Regions from separate parts of the Sus scrofa genome. Here regions 1 and 2 are each linked to region 3. A link is a contact called in public Hi-C data. All regions are on one chromosome and are shown on one strand. The core of a region is the stretch at or near the end of the contact, and the rest is flanking DNA. Distances in the headings are between cores, read along the strand shown. Region 1 holds the start of SLC1A2 (excitatory amino acid transporter 2). Region 2 overlaps LOC102157601 (a long non-coding RNA gene). Region 3 holds the start of FJX1 (four-jointed box protein 1).

Evidence for each region. A called contact is a pair of places that touch in the nucleus more often than the background predicts.
Region 1: a Hi-C map of epiblast stem cells shows a contact between it and region 3, with 2.8 times the contacts expected there. The contact joins the promoter of SLC1A2 here to the promoter of FJX1 in region 3. A contact is called at or near these places in 1 of 47 Hi-C or Micro-C datasets (epiblast stem cells) and 1 of 2 datasets of contacts at active chromatin or transcription factors (alveolar macrophages).
Region 2: a contact with region 3 is called in a Hi-C map of liver, with 4 times the contacts expected there. The contact joins the enhancer-like site here to the promoter of FJX1 in region 3. A contact is called at or near these places in 1 of 5 promoter capture datasets (liver), 2 of 47 Hi-C or Micro-C datasets (both in liver) and 2 of 2 datasets of contacts at active chromatin or transcription factors (alveolar macrophages and skeletal muscle).

Annotation. Positions count from the first base shown.
Region 1 is chr2:25,602,548-25,607,209 of Sscrofa11.1, reverse strand. SLC1A2 (excitatory amino acid transporter 2) reads right to left here and starts at 3,318. Exons shown (of 11, transcript XM_003480708.4): 1 at 1,631-3,318. The coding sequence starts at 1,647.
Region 2 is chr2:25,247,450-25,251,559 of Sscrofa11.1, reverse strand. LOC102157601 (a long non-coding RNA gene) reads left to right here. Exons shown (of 7, transcript XR_001306887.2): 5 at 1,919-2,087; 6 at 3,072-3,247; 7 at 3,987-4,110. Among named protein-coding and RNA genes, the nearest start is that of LDLRAD3, 94 kb to the right of the region's middle. Within about 2 kb of position 1,564, at least 2 of the 83 cell types and tissues checked have an H3K27ac peak or open chromatin away from gene starts, as enhancers often do. A contact at or near this core is called in liver, where this site is marked.
Region 3 is chr2:25,420,804-25,424,920 of Sscrofa11.1, reverse strand. FJX1 (four-jointed box protein 1) reads left to right here and starts at 1,372. Exons shown (of 1, transcript XM_003353898.4): 1 at 1,372-4,117. The coding sequence starts at 2,014. The coding sequence ends at 3,327. It also overlaps a transcript of PAMR1 not described here.

The sequences.
Region 1 (4,662 bases), core at 2,069-4,568, 180 kb before region 3:
ATTTAGGACAAAGGTAAGGTAAACACTGAATTGGGGGGTTTCTGTTGTTGTCTTAATCTCACTCTTTACTATCTGACCATCGAAATAAGGACACAGGATTTGAAAGACTACCACCACCAATCTCTTTCCCAAATGTTTTCCAGATCTAGCCTTCACAGGAAGAGAGATTTCTCTCTCTTTCTCTAAGGGACCTGCAGGCAGCCAGAAATGCCTTTATATCTTTTCTAACATGAAAGACTATTTAATTAAGGAGGCGAAAAAATTGAGGTTGAGACAAACGAGCTCTTAATAGTTAATTCTAGAGGTCTGTGTTAGCACAATGTGCCACCTCCCTGTACACAAGTGTCTTTCTGGAGCAACTTTTTTGGAGAAGTAATAATCAAAAAGGTCTACATTGCTAAACTGTTGGGCCAAAAAAGAGAAGGGCAATCTCACACTACCACAGGATGCCGGTCCCCTATTGGAGGAACTCCAGGGGACAGGAAAGGGATGAATTCTTTCTCTTGGACACAGAGAGGTAGTTGTAGAAATATCTGCCCTTCGTTGGAGGTTGATGTCTAGAGATCTGACTTTGGAGCACCTCTACACTCCTACTTAAAGGTGCATACCTTTCCCCCAAAACAAGCCTCCAGAGTGGGTAAAATTTATTAGAAGTTCTGGAAAGCTCCAGAACCCAGGACTCTCCACCTGTGCTCAGAGGATCCCCTGGTATTTGCTTTCCATTGAAGGTAGATCCAGTGGTCTCTTGCAAGGGGTTAGTGCACTTCTGTGAATTAATCAAAGGTCTGAGCTGCCCAACCCGTTTTTTAAGACACTCCCAATCCAGGAAAGTGTCCTAGGAGACACTGGTCCGGAGACTTTGTTCTGGCCCCTTTGAGACAGTCAAGGGTTCCTTGCAGCTCTATGTCCCTTTTGCTAAAGACGGCTGCTTTGATCACTGTCAGCATTCTCCATCCAACTGCAGCCTCCGGAGGCAGGAGACAAGTCCAAGACAGAAGGCAGAACTGTCCCTGCCCCAAATCACTCATTTTCCCGCCTCTTCCCGGGAAGCACCCAAATCTCATCCACTCTTCCTTAAAGCTGGCCAGGGAGATTCCACCATCCAGGGACAAGGAGAGATCAGAGAAGGCCCGGCATCTACTCCGCAACTCTGCAAATCTGACATTCAAGGCCGGCGCGCAGGTCCTCGCCCCGCCCCGGCCGGCCCCGGTCCCTGTTTCCAGCTCATTCATTTCGAGCTGGTCCCCCACCTTCCAGCCGCCGCCGCTCTCCAAGCGCTGCTTCCCCCGGGCAGTGTCTGCTGCTCTCAAGGTGCCCGACTGCTTATTGTTTTTAAATCTCAAAAGTAACCTCAAGAGGATTTTTCGTCACTCTTTTTCACACCTCCACCGAACCTTTTTAATTAAAATAAAACAAGCCTTGGTCTCTCGCGTCTTTAAAGGGTTAAGGAGCAAGCTTCGGGAAAGGAAATCAATTCCTCCCCACCATTCCACTTCCAGCAGAGCCATCGTTTTGCCACCATCTCCGAGGCCGGGCGCCGGCGTCTCTCGGTTCTCATCCCGGATAAGGGACCACCACCCCGCACGCACACCTCCCCCTTCCCTGCGAGTAGAGAGAAAAGCCCCCTTACCCTTCCGTGGATGCCATGGCTCGGGGAACGCCCCCTCCTCTTCTGCAAGGTCCGGCTGCGGCGGACGAGGAGCGACCGGGTGCCGGGGGAGCGCACGAGTGTGGCGGAGCGCGGTATTTAAGGGGGAACCTCTCCCCGCCCTTCCACCCGCCTCCTGGGTAAGCCCTTTAGCGCCTCAGGGGGCGCGGGAGGCTCCAGCCGGCGCTAAGCCGCGTCTCCGCTCTCCGCTGCGCGCGTCCTGCGCTCCCTCCGCCGGCTCCGGTAGTGCCTTGCTGGGTGCTTTGCAGGCTCGGAGGGTGGTTTCCCCCAAGAGAGAGGCGCCGCCTCCGGGACTGCGCGCAGGGACGACCTGCCGCCGCTGCCACCTGTGTTTGGTGTGGGGCGCTTCGAGTGGCGGAGCGCGGGCTCGTGGGGGGTGGGAGGGCGGCGAGTGCGGTAGGTGTGCAAGGGAACGTGTGTGTGCGTGCGTGCGTGCGCGCGTGTGCGGTGGGTGTGAACGCCGGGGGAGGCGGTGGAGGTCGCTGCGCCCTGGCTCAGCGCCGGCCGGGGAGGGGTTGCAAGGTTTAGCCCCGCTGGAGCTGGGGATTTGCGGGCGATCCCTCTCTATTTTAGTAGAGAGCTGACATCACCAGCGCCTCTGCTTCGGGAGACTCCTTTAACTGCCGCCCCCTCGCCCCCCAGCTCCAGCCGCGGTCCCTCCTCCGCCATCCCGCCCCCGCCCCCGCCCAGCCTCTCGCCATAAACTAGCCAAATAAGAAGCCCCGCTGGTCTCCTGGGAAGGCCTGGGCCGCCGGTGGCAGGAGCCCAGGATCTAAGGAGTCGCTATTGTTTCCTCTCAAGCCCGCGTGGCCCGGGGTCACCCGGCTGTGGGTAAAACGCAAGCCAAGGCGTGAAGACCTGGGATGCCCCTCCGTCCCCGCCTCCCTCGAGCAGCCCCCAGCGCTACGCCTCACTCCTTGGCACACTTGCTCAGACTCACATTACTCCCAAGCTCATCCTCACAGGCTGCACACCCGCCCCAACTTCCCACGTCCTGGGTACCAGGCCCCGCGGAACCCGAGCGGCCGAAGCTTTTGAGTAGCGCGGCCACAACACAGCCCAGCCGGGCGCCCTCCCCCACCGCGGCCCGAATAAATCTCTGGCCTTCAATTATGCATGGGGATTAATATTAATGCAGTTCCCTAGGGGCCGCTGGCGGGGTGCTGGGGAGGCCGCAGTTTTTTTTTTTTTAAGCCGAGGGAGGTCGGCCTCGGGGGCGCTGGCGGAGAAGGCGCGGAGCGATGGCGAGGCAAGCGGAGAGGAAGGGTTTCCACCCACTCGGCTCCGTTTGCCGTCGGCTTCTGTGCCCCGGGGGCGGCGCGCGGAGACAGATGGGCTCGGTCAAGGGAGGATTGGAGCTTCCCCGCCGGCTTTGCATAATAATGACGAAATCCGTGCAGGTTTTATTATCTCTGGGACAAGGCGGACACCTCCAGCTCCACCACTTCCCCACGCTGCGACCTACGGGGAGAGAAAGACTCACTTTCCTCGTCTGGAAAATGGGGCCAAATTAACCCCCTTTGCTGGGCCGAAGTGAAAATTAAAAGGGCTCTCTCTTGAGAGAAAGAGATCTGCAAAGTGTCAGCGCGCCGATGTCAGTGCGGCAAGCCAGTCCCTTAGAACCTGCGGGGCTCCTCTGGGCAGGGTCTGAGATACGGGTATCGTCCTCCGTCGCCGCCTCCCTAGTCTTATTCCCAGAAAGAGGCGCTTTCCAGCTCTGAGGCTTTTTCGAAGACCGAATGCAGCAGCGGGCCACGTAGAAGCTCGCGGAGTTTATCCTGGGGACTGTGCCAGGGAAGCCCGAGTCCCAGCAGGGCGCGCGCGGCTTCGTGGTGAAGTGCCGACTGCTGCTATCCGAAAGCCTTAGTTCTTCACCTTCCCCTGGAGTAATCCGGGAGGAAATTCCTCAATTTCTTTTCATCCCATCTGCAAAATGGGAGTACCGTTCCCAACCTCTCAGTGCTGAAAAAAAGAAATGAAATGTAAAAGGTACGCAAATCTCTTCCACTAGAGGCTGGCACCCGGTAAATGGCTATGTTTGGGAACCTTGACATCCCATCCAATGCTTTCGAAACATTTGCATTCAGCTGCCCTTAAAGAGGCGGCCTGTTAAATTATGTGGAATATGCCACAGATAATTCTGGATAATAATCATTAGCTAGAAGGAACCGATTTCTTTTTCCTCGCTCCAGAGGGTCTTCATTTTTCAAGCAAATTGGAGCAGTGCTTTTCAGTACTAACTGCACATTAAAATATAATGAGAAAGTTTCTTTCAAAACAATAATGCCCAGGCCACCTTCCCAGATCTGGGTTCCGTCCGTCTGGAGCAGGGCTCTGACTCAGGGTTTGTATTTTTTGTTTGTTTGTTTTTCACTTCCCCATGTGATTTTTATCCTGCTGTGCAGCCAGCATCAGGAAGCACAGGAGGAGAAATGGTTCAGAAACACAGCCTCCAAGAGTAGTTGAAGCAAACTGGTGTGTTTAGCCTTTGGAAAGACAAAAGGAAGATACAGCTGGGATTCAGTCTCTAGCCTGGGAAATTCCATATGCCATGGGTGCAGCCATAAAAAAAAATACAGTAAAAAATAAATAAAAATTAAATAATGCCACCTCATGGTTGCTGTGAAGTTAAATAAGATAGCTAATGTGTAGGAAGGGCTTAGTTCTGAGCCTCGCACATCTTGGGTGCTCAATAAAGGGTCATCCTAGACATGTGGGAGCAGCACCATCCACCCCATTTAATTTCCCACTGAGCCCACATGAAAATCTAGCCTCCCCTAAAGCTGCCTAGAGGATGACCCCCTTAATTCTTCTCCGTCTTCACCACAAACTACAAATCTCCCAGCCCACATTAAGTCAATAAAGCTCTGGTATGAGGACAGAATGAAGTCAACCCCACAAGTCAGCAGGAACATTTTGGAATTTCCTAGTATCTCTCAGTGTCCTCCAGGGATTCTGTGATTATGGCTAAAGCAGAAGGAATGGGATGCTCT
Region 2 (4,110 bases), core at 315-2,814, 170 kb after region 3:
TAGTCTTTCCAGCCAGACAAACTTGATTTTGAATCATATTTCTACTTTTAACAAGTAATTTAACTTCTCTGTGCTTTTGTTTTGGGGCCAATGAATGGAAATAATAAGTTCCTCTGAGGGTGTGCTGTGATACATACAAAGCATTTAACACAGTGCCTGGCATATAACACAGGCTCAATTTATCATGCCTCCAGTCATGAGTGGAGGCCTGCCTGGACCTCAGCTCTGCTGACCTCTGATCCAGTTCTCTTGACACTCTCAGAGGCTTCAAGAGAGACCCCCCGCCCCTGGCATCCAAATTTCAATCCTATACTTTGCAAAATTGATGCTTTCTGGGTGGGTCACACGGACTGAAATGGGAGTCACACACACTGGGAATGGGAGTCACGTGATCTGAGCTCTAGTCCGTGGGCTAGGTGAACCTGGACAAGTGATGGAACTACTCTGGGCCTCTGTTGGACTAGTTAGAAGTAGACACAGTAATAGCCACCTCCAAGAGTAATCATGCAGATGTCATACCATACACGGTGCTGGGTATTTGCCATCTACCCCACCCCAGCACCTCTCTCTAGCCTCTGCTCCCTGCTTTGTGCCCCAGAGTTTGATCTCAGCAGATGGCATCAGTAAGGCCCTGCTCTGGTCCCCAGTTCAGCAGATGAGATAAACCAGGGGAAGCAGCAGATGGAAGGAGAGAGGGCAGGGTGCTAGGGCCCCAGTCTGTGGTAGTGGCCAGTGGCAGTGTTCCTCTATGGAAGGCCTCAGCTCCTCCCAGGCAGTCCACACCTGCAGCTCCAGTGCCAGCTCCAGCTACGCTCTCTTGTTCTTTCTTTTTTTTCCTTTTTAGGGCCACACCTGAGGCATACGGAAGTCCCCAGGCTAGGGGTCAAATCGAAGCTACAGCTGTCGGCCTACACCACAGCCATAGCAACACAAGATCCGAGCTGTATCTGGGACCTACACCACAGCTCATGGCTATGCCAGATCCTTCACCCACTGAGTGAGGTCAGGGATGGAACCCACATCCTCACAGATCCTAGTCATGTTTGTTAACTGCTGAGCCACGAAGGGAACTCTCTTCTTTTAGAGTCCACTTTCTCCCTGTCCTCTGTCAGCAGGGCTGGTAGCAGCTCCCCAGCACTGCCAGCCCCCAGGGTCTTCGCCACCCCTGGCTGGTTTCCCCTAATCCTGCTCACACCTTTGTAAGTAGTCCCTCATTATACGCTCCTGAGCCACCTTGATTGTGTCATCTCCTGCTGAGACCCTGACCATGACACATGCATAGCACATGGGTTTTTATTTTTACCTTGGAGCCTTGGCTATGGAAGCCACTTGGTGTTGCTAGAATTAATTTGAGATCATAAGCTTTTCTGCCTCACCCTCAGGCTGCCAGAAAATCCAATTATCCAGATCCCTTACTCCCCGAATGCCCCAGTCCACTGAAATCCGTATCCATTGATGGACAATTTGTTCATTATACAAATGTTTGTCATGCAGCTGCAATGTACCAGGCCCTGAACTAGGTCCTGAAGCTGCAATGAGATTAAGCAAACAATGTCCTTATCTTTTGGAATTTGTAGTCCCATGGGTTTATATGGGAACTGTTACCAGGGGAACAACCTTTCCATAGCCACCATGAAGCCAGCTGACTGGCCAGAGCTCCTGTGGCTATGAGGACCCAAAACACCCTCTCCAGACTATATGTCTTCATAGTTAGTGTTTGCAGCTAACACCATGAATTGACTGACCCGACTCCCAGGCAGAAGTCCTAGCCACCTTCCAGCTCAGTAATCACGGGGAACAGTTCTGGCTAATAAGTTATAAGCTTGAATCACAAGCCCTTGCTTCCCTCATATAAAATGACAGACTCCACAGTTATAAATATTTGTTCTCCTTATGCCTTTTCCCTTTGCCTGCTTAGAACAAAGAGGCGATGTTTGGTACCATGAGACAAGAAGCCTGCACTCTAAGGATGGCAGCGCGAAGAGAGACAGAAGAGAATTTGTTCATATGATGTCATTGAGCTTCCACATCAGTCCAGACTGCTTAACTCTGGATTTGTATAAGCCCCCTCTTTGTTTAAGACACAGGTAGGTAGGTGTGTTACGTATATTCAAGAGAATTAGTGTCTTGGAGGAAAGCCTCCAGAATCTCTGATCCAGCACCTTCCCTTATATATGAGGAAACTGAGGCATAGAGAGGGATGGAACTGGCCCCAGATCACACAGCCCAACTAGAACTCAGGTCCCCCAGCCAGTCTAAGTCCACGCTTAACAAGTTCCAATAGCCTGTGCAAAGATTTGTGAGCTTTGTGCATATATGTTTCCACTGTTTTCTTTGTTTACAGGCCCTGTAGAAACAGAGCTCATCTTTTTGGTCCTGCTTGGCCCTCTAAAAAATAGCTGACATGATCATGAGCAAAATTATATGCTTCATATTTTAAGTCACTAGCGTTGGGGGAAGGAGTTGTTACTTAGCAAGAGCTAACCAATGCATCACATTCATGGACCATTTACTTTCGGTCAAATCCATGCTGAGAGCTTTACATAAATACTGCGTTTAATTCTCATACTGTCCAATGAAGCAGATATTGTCATCTTTACTTTCTAGATGAACAAACCTGAGATTTGGAAAATTTAGATAACTTGCCCTTAAGTCACACAGAAGTGAATCTAGGATTTGAACCCAAGCATCCTGACTCTGGAACTGTGCTAGGATTTCCTTTCCTTCAGTAGCCTCTGCCTTTTGTTCCTTTAAAAGCTGGTTTGGCTCCAAAATCCTAGGAGGCATTTTTTTTTTTTTTAGTATCTTGTCGCAGTACCCAGGACATTTTGGCAGTTAGGGTACGAATGTTAGCCAGTGCCTGACTGCATCTTCTGAACAAGCCTGACCTTGCCAGCAGCTCTAATTTCTCTCTTTCTCACAAATTCTGTTATCTCTGCTGAAAAATCCACCTGATTCTGGCTGCTTCTCAGCACCTCTTTTGCTACCAATCTGGTCCAACACATTGTCCCCTTTTACCTAGATCACTGTAGTGGGATCTTGACTGATCTTCTTGATCTCTTCCCCACTAGGGCCTTCTCATATCAGCTGGAGTGATCATTTGAAAATAAAATCAGACTGTGGCGATCTATGCTTCAATACTCTGTGTTCATTTGTAAGGACTGCTACAGACTGTGTGGCTTCAATAACAGAAGTTAAATTTTCCCATGGTTTTGGAGGCTGAAGGTCAAGATCAAGATATCAGCAGGTTTGATTTCTCCTTGAGCCTCTCCCCTTTGCTTGTGGATGGCTGCCTTCTCACTGTGTCCTCACGTGGCCTTTTGTCTACACACATGATCTCTGGCATCTCTTTGTGTATCCAAATTTCTTCTTCTTAGAAGGGCACAAGTCATGTCAGAATAGTCATATTAAATTGGCCCTAATAGCCTCATTTCAGCTTAATCACCTCTATAAAGGCTCAGTCTCCAAATGCAGCCACATTCTAAGGTACCAGAGGTTAGGGCTTCAACATAGTAATTTGTGGGGGATACAGTGCAGCCCTTTTATAACATCTTTTCTTGATTTCCCAGCAAACTTCGGGTAGGCTCCCAAGTCACCTGCACATCCTCTGAGGTTCCATGTGCTCGGGCCCTGCCACATCTCCTTCCACCCCCACTATGTTCCACATGCTCTGATTGCACTGGCCTCCCAGCTTCTCATACCCCCAAAGCATGCTCCTGCCTGCAGAGCCTTTAACTTGCTATTTCCTTTGCCAAAACATTCTTTTACCCCCCAGATCTCTTCAGAGGCTTACTGTGCCTCTGTCCTCTGTTACCTTGCCCTAATACTACCTTCCTAATGGTCCAGCTTCTAACCTTGCCTTGTTTTTCTTTGAAATGCTTACTACTACCTGCCATCATCTTATATTTGTTTATTGTTCAATTGTCTGTCTTCCCCACTTGACTATCAACTCCATGAGGCAAAGACTCCGTTTGTTTTGTTCCCAGATAATATCTCCAAGACCTAATCATAGTAGTGCTGCACATAACACCCCAAAAAAAGTTTGAAAAAAAAAATGAAAAGAATGAGTGAAAGAAATGAAATAGAATGGAATAAAATGAATTGAATGAA
Region 3 (4,117 bases), core at 123-2,622:
TGAGGGTTAGGAGTTTGCACAGAGCATGAAGAGAGTACCTTTAATGAATTAAGATTTTGATATATCCATATGGGGGCCATAGTAATATCATCAGGTAATATGTATAAAATGGCATGGTACTGCCACCGTGGGGTGCAGAAGAGATTCAGCAAAGACCCAACACTTCAGTCACTATGGAAACACTTGACACTACACTGGATCAGCACTGGAAGGCCCCAGGTGTGGTCCTTGGACCCTCTTAGTCACAAACTTTAGAGTATCTGCCCTCTAACTCTAGAATATTCATTCTTTGGAGCATAAATATAATCAAGGCCAGGTCATGAGCTGTTGCAGTGAAAACCCCCATTTGTATCTGATGGGGGATAAAAAGAAAGAAAAGAAACACATGAAAGGAAACAGATTTCAAACTCCTGCTTTCAGAGGTGGATTCCACCCCCATCCCCCCCAAACTTGTGTCTTACCTGAGAATCTTGATTTGGATCTGGGACACAGGCTCATTCAGGGAAGTGAGAGGGAGAGCCGATTCTTATCCAAGAGCTCTCTAGGAGGACTGAATGCAAAAGTGGCTGGAAGACAATATGGTTTGTTTTGTTTTGTTTTTTTATTCTTTACTTTTTTGCTCCTCCACCCCCTCCTCCAACCACTTCTTCCCTTAAACCATTAAACTATGAAGTCAAATGCAATATGGTGGATTTTTTTTTTCATTTGTTGAATTGAAAATCCTATTTGAGGAATATAGTGACTAGCTAAATGACAATGGTCTTTTAAAAAAGGAGAATGCTAACAACTTGATAAAGATAGTGAACTTTCTCCCTAGAGGGAAAATCAAGTGGCATGCTGCCCAGAGACCTCAGTTTGAATTTTAGTTTCTCCACTTGCTACCTCTGGGATCTTGAGTTCGCCTATCCCTTCTCTGCCTCAGTTTCCTCCTGGGCAAAAGAGGACCATTTCATTGGAGAAATGGTCTCCGAAGCCCCTTCTCCTGCATCAGATCTGATCCTCGGTAACAAAGCTCTCTGGGGCAACCGGTACATCTCCCTAGAATGTGAGCTTCGTAAGCACGGGGACCGCATCTCCGCATTTTACTGCTCTCTGACCAGAACTGAGGACAGATACTTTGTTGAACACCTGCCTAGGTGTTTGGGCACAGCAAAGTTTAATTCCCAGTGAGTCCCTCGGGAAAGGCGGAGCTACCAACCTCAAAGCGCACAGCCCTCAGGGACCAGTGTGGTGAGCGCGCTCAGGAAAGGGGGTGTCGGTTCAAAGTTGTTTGCTACAGATGGTTCTCCTAACCGGGCTGGAGTCATATCCTCTGTGGCTCGGAGAGATTCCCAGGGATTTACATAAGGCAGGGTGAATCACCGTCTGCAACGGAGAAGGCAAAGGGACCCGCCCCAATCCACGCCGGGCGGCGCGGAGAGAGCGGTGGGGGTTAGTCTGAACTTTGCTGGAGGACGGGAGCTTCCCTAGTGCAGGGACTCCGCGACCACTCTAACCCCCGCGAGAGCCAGAGGCGCGTAGCTCCCACCCCGCGTGACTTCAGCTCGGTGCTGCCGGCTCCGACGCCCCCACGCGGGCGCCGCCAACCCGGCTTCCTGCTCCTGGCCCCTAAGTCCCTGAGTGAGTGTGGGACCGCTTCTCCCGCTTGGAAAGAGCCATCGCCGCTTTAAGGGGAAGAGAAGAGGAAGGGGCGGGGGAGTGAAGGGGGGCGGGGAGCGGCGGAGGAGGAGGGGGAGGGGGATCCCCCCTCGCTCCCACGTGGTCCGGGCGCCTGTGAATCGCGCCCGCCGGAGGGTCTCACAGCGAAATACAAAAGCAGCTGGGAAGCGGCAGCGAGGCTAGTTCTCAGCGCCGGGCAGAGCGCCGGCTAGTCTCGCAGCGCCCCGCTGCAGCGATGGAGCTGAGGCGCCCGGAGCCCCGGAGCCAACGAGCTGCCGGGCCCGCCTCGCCGCCGAGACCCGGGCGCCGGGGCTTGGCTTGAAGCGGCGGCGGCACCGGCCCGGCCGGGGAAGCATGGGCTGGAGGATGCGGGGCGCCGCCGCCACCGCGGGGCTCTGGCTACTGGCGCTGGGCTCGCTGCTAGCGCTGTGGGGCGGGCTCCTGCCGCCGCGGACCGAGCTGCCCGCCTCTCAGACGCCCAAAGACCGACTCCCTCGGCGCCCGGCCCGGAGCGGAGGCCGGGAGCCAGCGCCTCGCTTCCCTCTGCCCCCGCCCCTGGCGCGGGACGCCCGCGGCGGCTCCCTGAAAACTTTCCGGGTTCTGCTCACCTTGGCGGCGAGCTCTGACGGCCCGCCCGGGCAGCCCCCGGGTGAGCGCAGGCGGCACGTGCCAACCGGACGGTCCTGGCCGGAGGAACGCGCCGCGGTGCACGGGGGCGTCTTCTGGAGCCGCGGCCTGGAGGAGCAGGTGCCCCCGGGCTTCTCCGAGGCCCAGGCGGCGGCGTGGCTGGAGGCGGCGCGCAGCGCCCGGGTGGTGGCCCTGGAGCGCGGGGGTTGCGGGCGCAGCTCCAACCGGCTGGCTCGCTTCGCCGACGGCACCCGCGCCTGCGTGCGCTACGGCATCAACCCGGAGCAGATACAGGGCGAGGCCCTGTCTTACTACCTGGCACGCCTGCTGGGCCTCCAGCGCCACGTGCCGCCGCTGGCACTGGCTCGGGTGGAAGCTCGGGGCGCGCAGTGGGCTCAGGTGCAGGAAGAGCTTCGTGCCGCTCACTGGACCGAGGGCAGCGTAGTAAGCCTGACTCGGTGGCTGCCCAACCTCACTGACGTGGTGGTGCCCGCACCCTGGCGCTCTGAAGACGGCCATCTGCGGCCCCTGCGCGCCGTGGGGGCCGAGCTGGCCAACCGCAGCCAGGCGGAGCTGGTGGACCTGGTGCAATGGACCGACTTGATCCTCTTCGACTACCTGACAGCCAACTTCGACCGGCTAGTCAGCAACCTCTTCAGCCTGCAGTGGGACCCGAGGGTCATGCAACGCGCCACGAGCAACCTGCACCGCGGCCCCGGCGGGGCGCTGGTTTTTCTGGACAATGAGGCGGGCTTGGTGCACGGTTACCGGGTGGCTGGCATGTGGGACAAGTACAACGAGCCGCTGCTGCAGTCAGTATGCGTGTTTCGCGAGCGGACAGCGAGGCGCGTCCTGGAACTGCACCGTGGCCGGGACGCGGCCGCCCGGCTACTGCGCCTCTACCAGCACCACGAGCCTCACTTCCCCGAGCTGGCAGCGCTCGCCGACCCCCACGCTCAGCTGCTGCAGCGCCGCCTCGACTTCCTCGCAAAGCACATTTTGCACTGTAAGGCTAAGTACGGTCGCCGACCGGGGACTTAACATCCCCCGGAGGAAGGAAGAGAGAGAGAGACACCCCTGGCTGGGGAATAGATGACGGGGGAAAGGTATCGTCTCTGCCACCGCCTGGCACCAGCCGGCCAACGCCCAGCCGCAGACCCGAGCGCGAAGGCGGCTGAAAACTTCAGCTTCACCTACCTGCCCCTTTCTCTCAGTCCCAAGCTGTTTCCTTTCAGAGTTCTGGGAGGACGAGCTCGCAAAGGCGAGAAATGTAACATTCCCTCCACCCAGCCTATAAAAGGATTCTTCCCTGTGCCAGCACGGAGTTTGCATCCAAAGAAACTGGCTGCTGCCGGGAGTTTGGCCCCCGGGTGGCCGTCCCTGTGGGAGATACATCCTTTTCCTTGGCCCCCTCATTCCCTTTCCGGAAAAAAAGGAAAACTTCTATTTGAGCCATTGAGCTAATTCTGGAATTTCCTACCAAGCGCAGCGCTGGTGGCCCCCCGGAGCAGGGCTATTACATGGGCTGGTGGAGCCCCCTTCCTGTGTTCTCCCTTTGTTCCGGCTCCGCGATGGTGAGATCACTGTTAAGAGCTGGGAAACCGCTCCCGATAGGACAAAGGGAGCAGGACCTACAGAATGGGGGGAGTCCTGCAGACGATGACAATTTGTACCTTGCAGCTCGTCATTTTGGCCTGAAGGCTACAAAGGCGGCACCGACTGAATGCACTGAGTCAAATAATTAATTTCTTCTTCCTCCCCCTACCCAACCGTCCAAAATTTTGACAATGATGATGTTCACCAGAAAAAAAAATGAGTTTCATGCACTTTA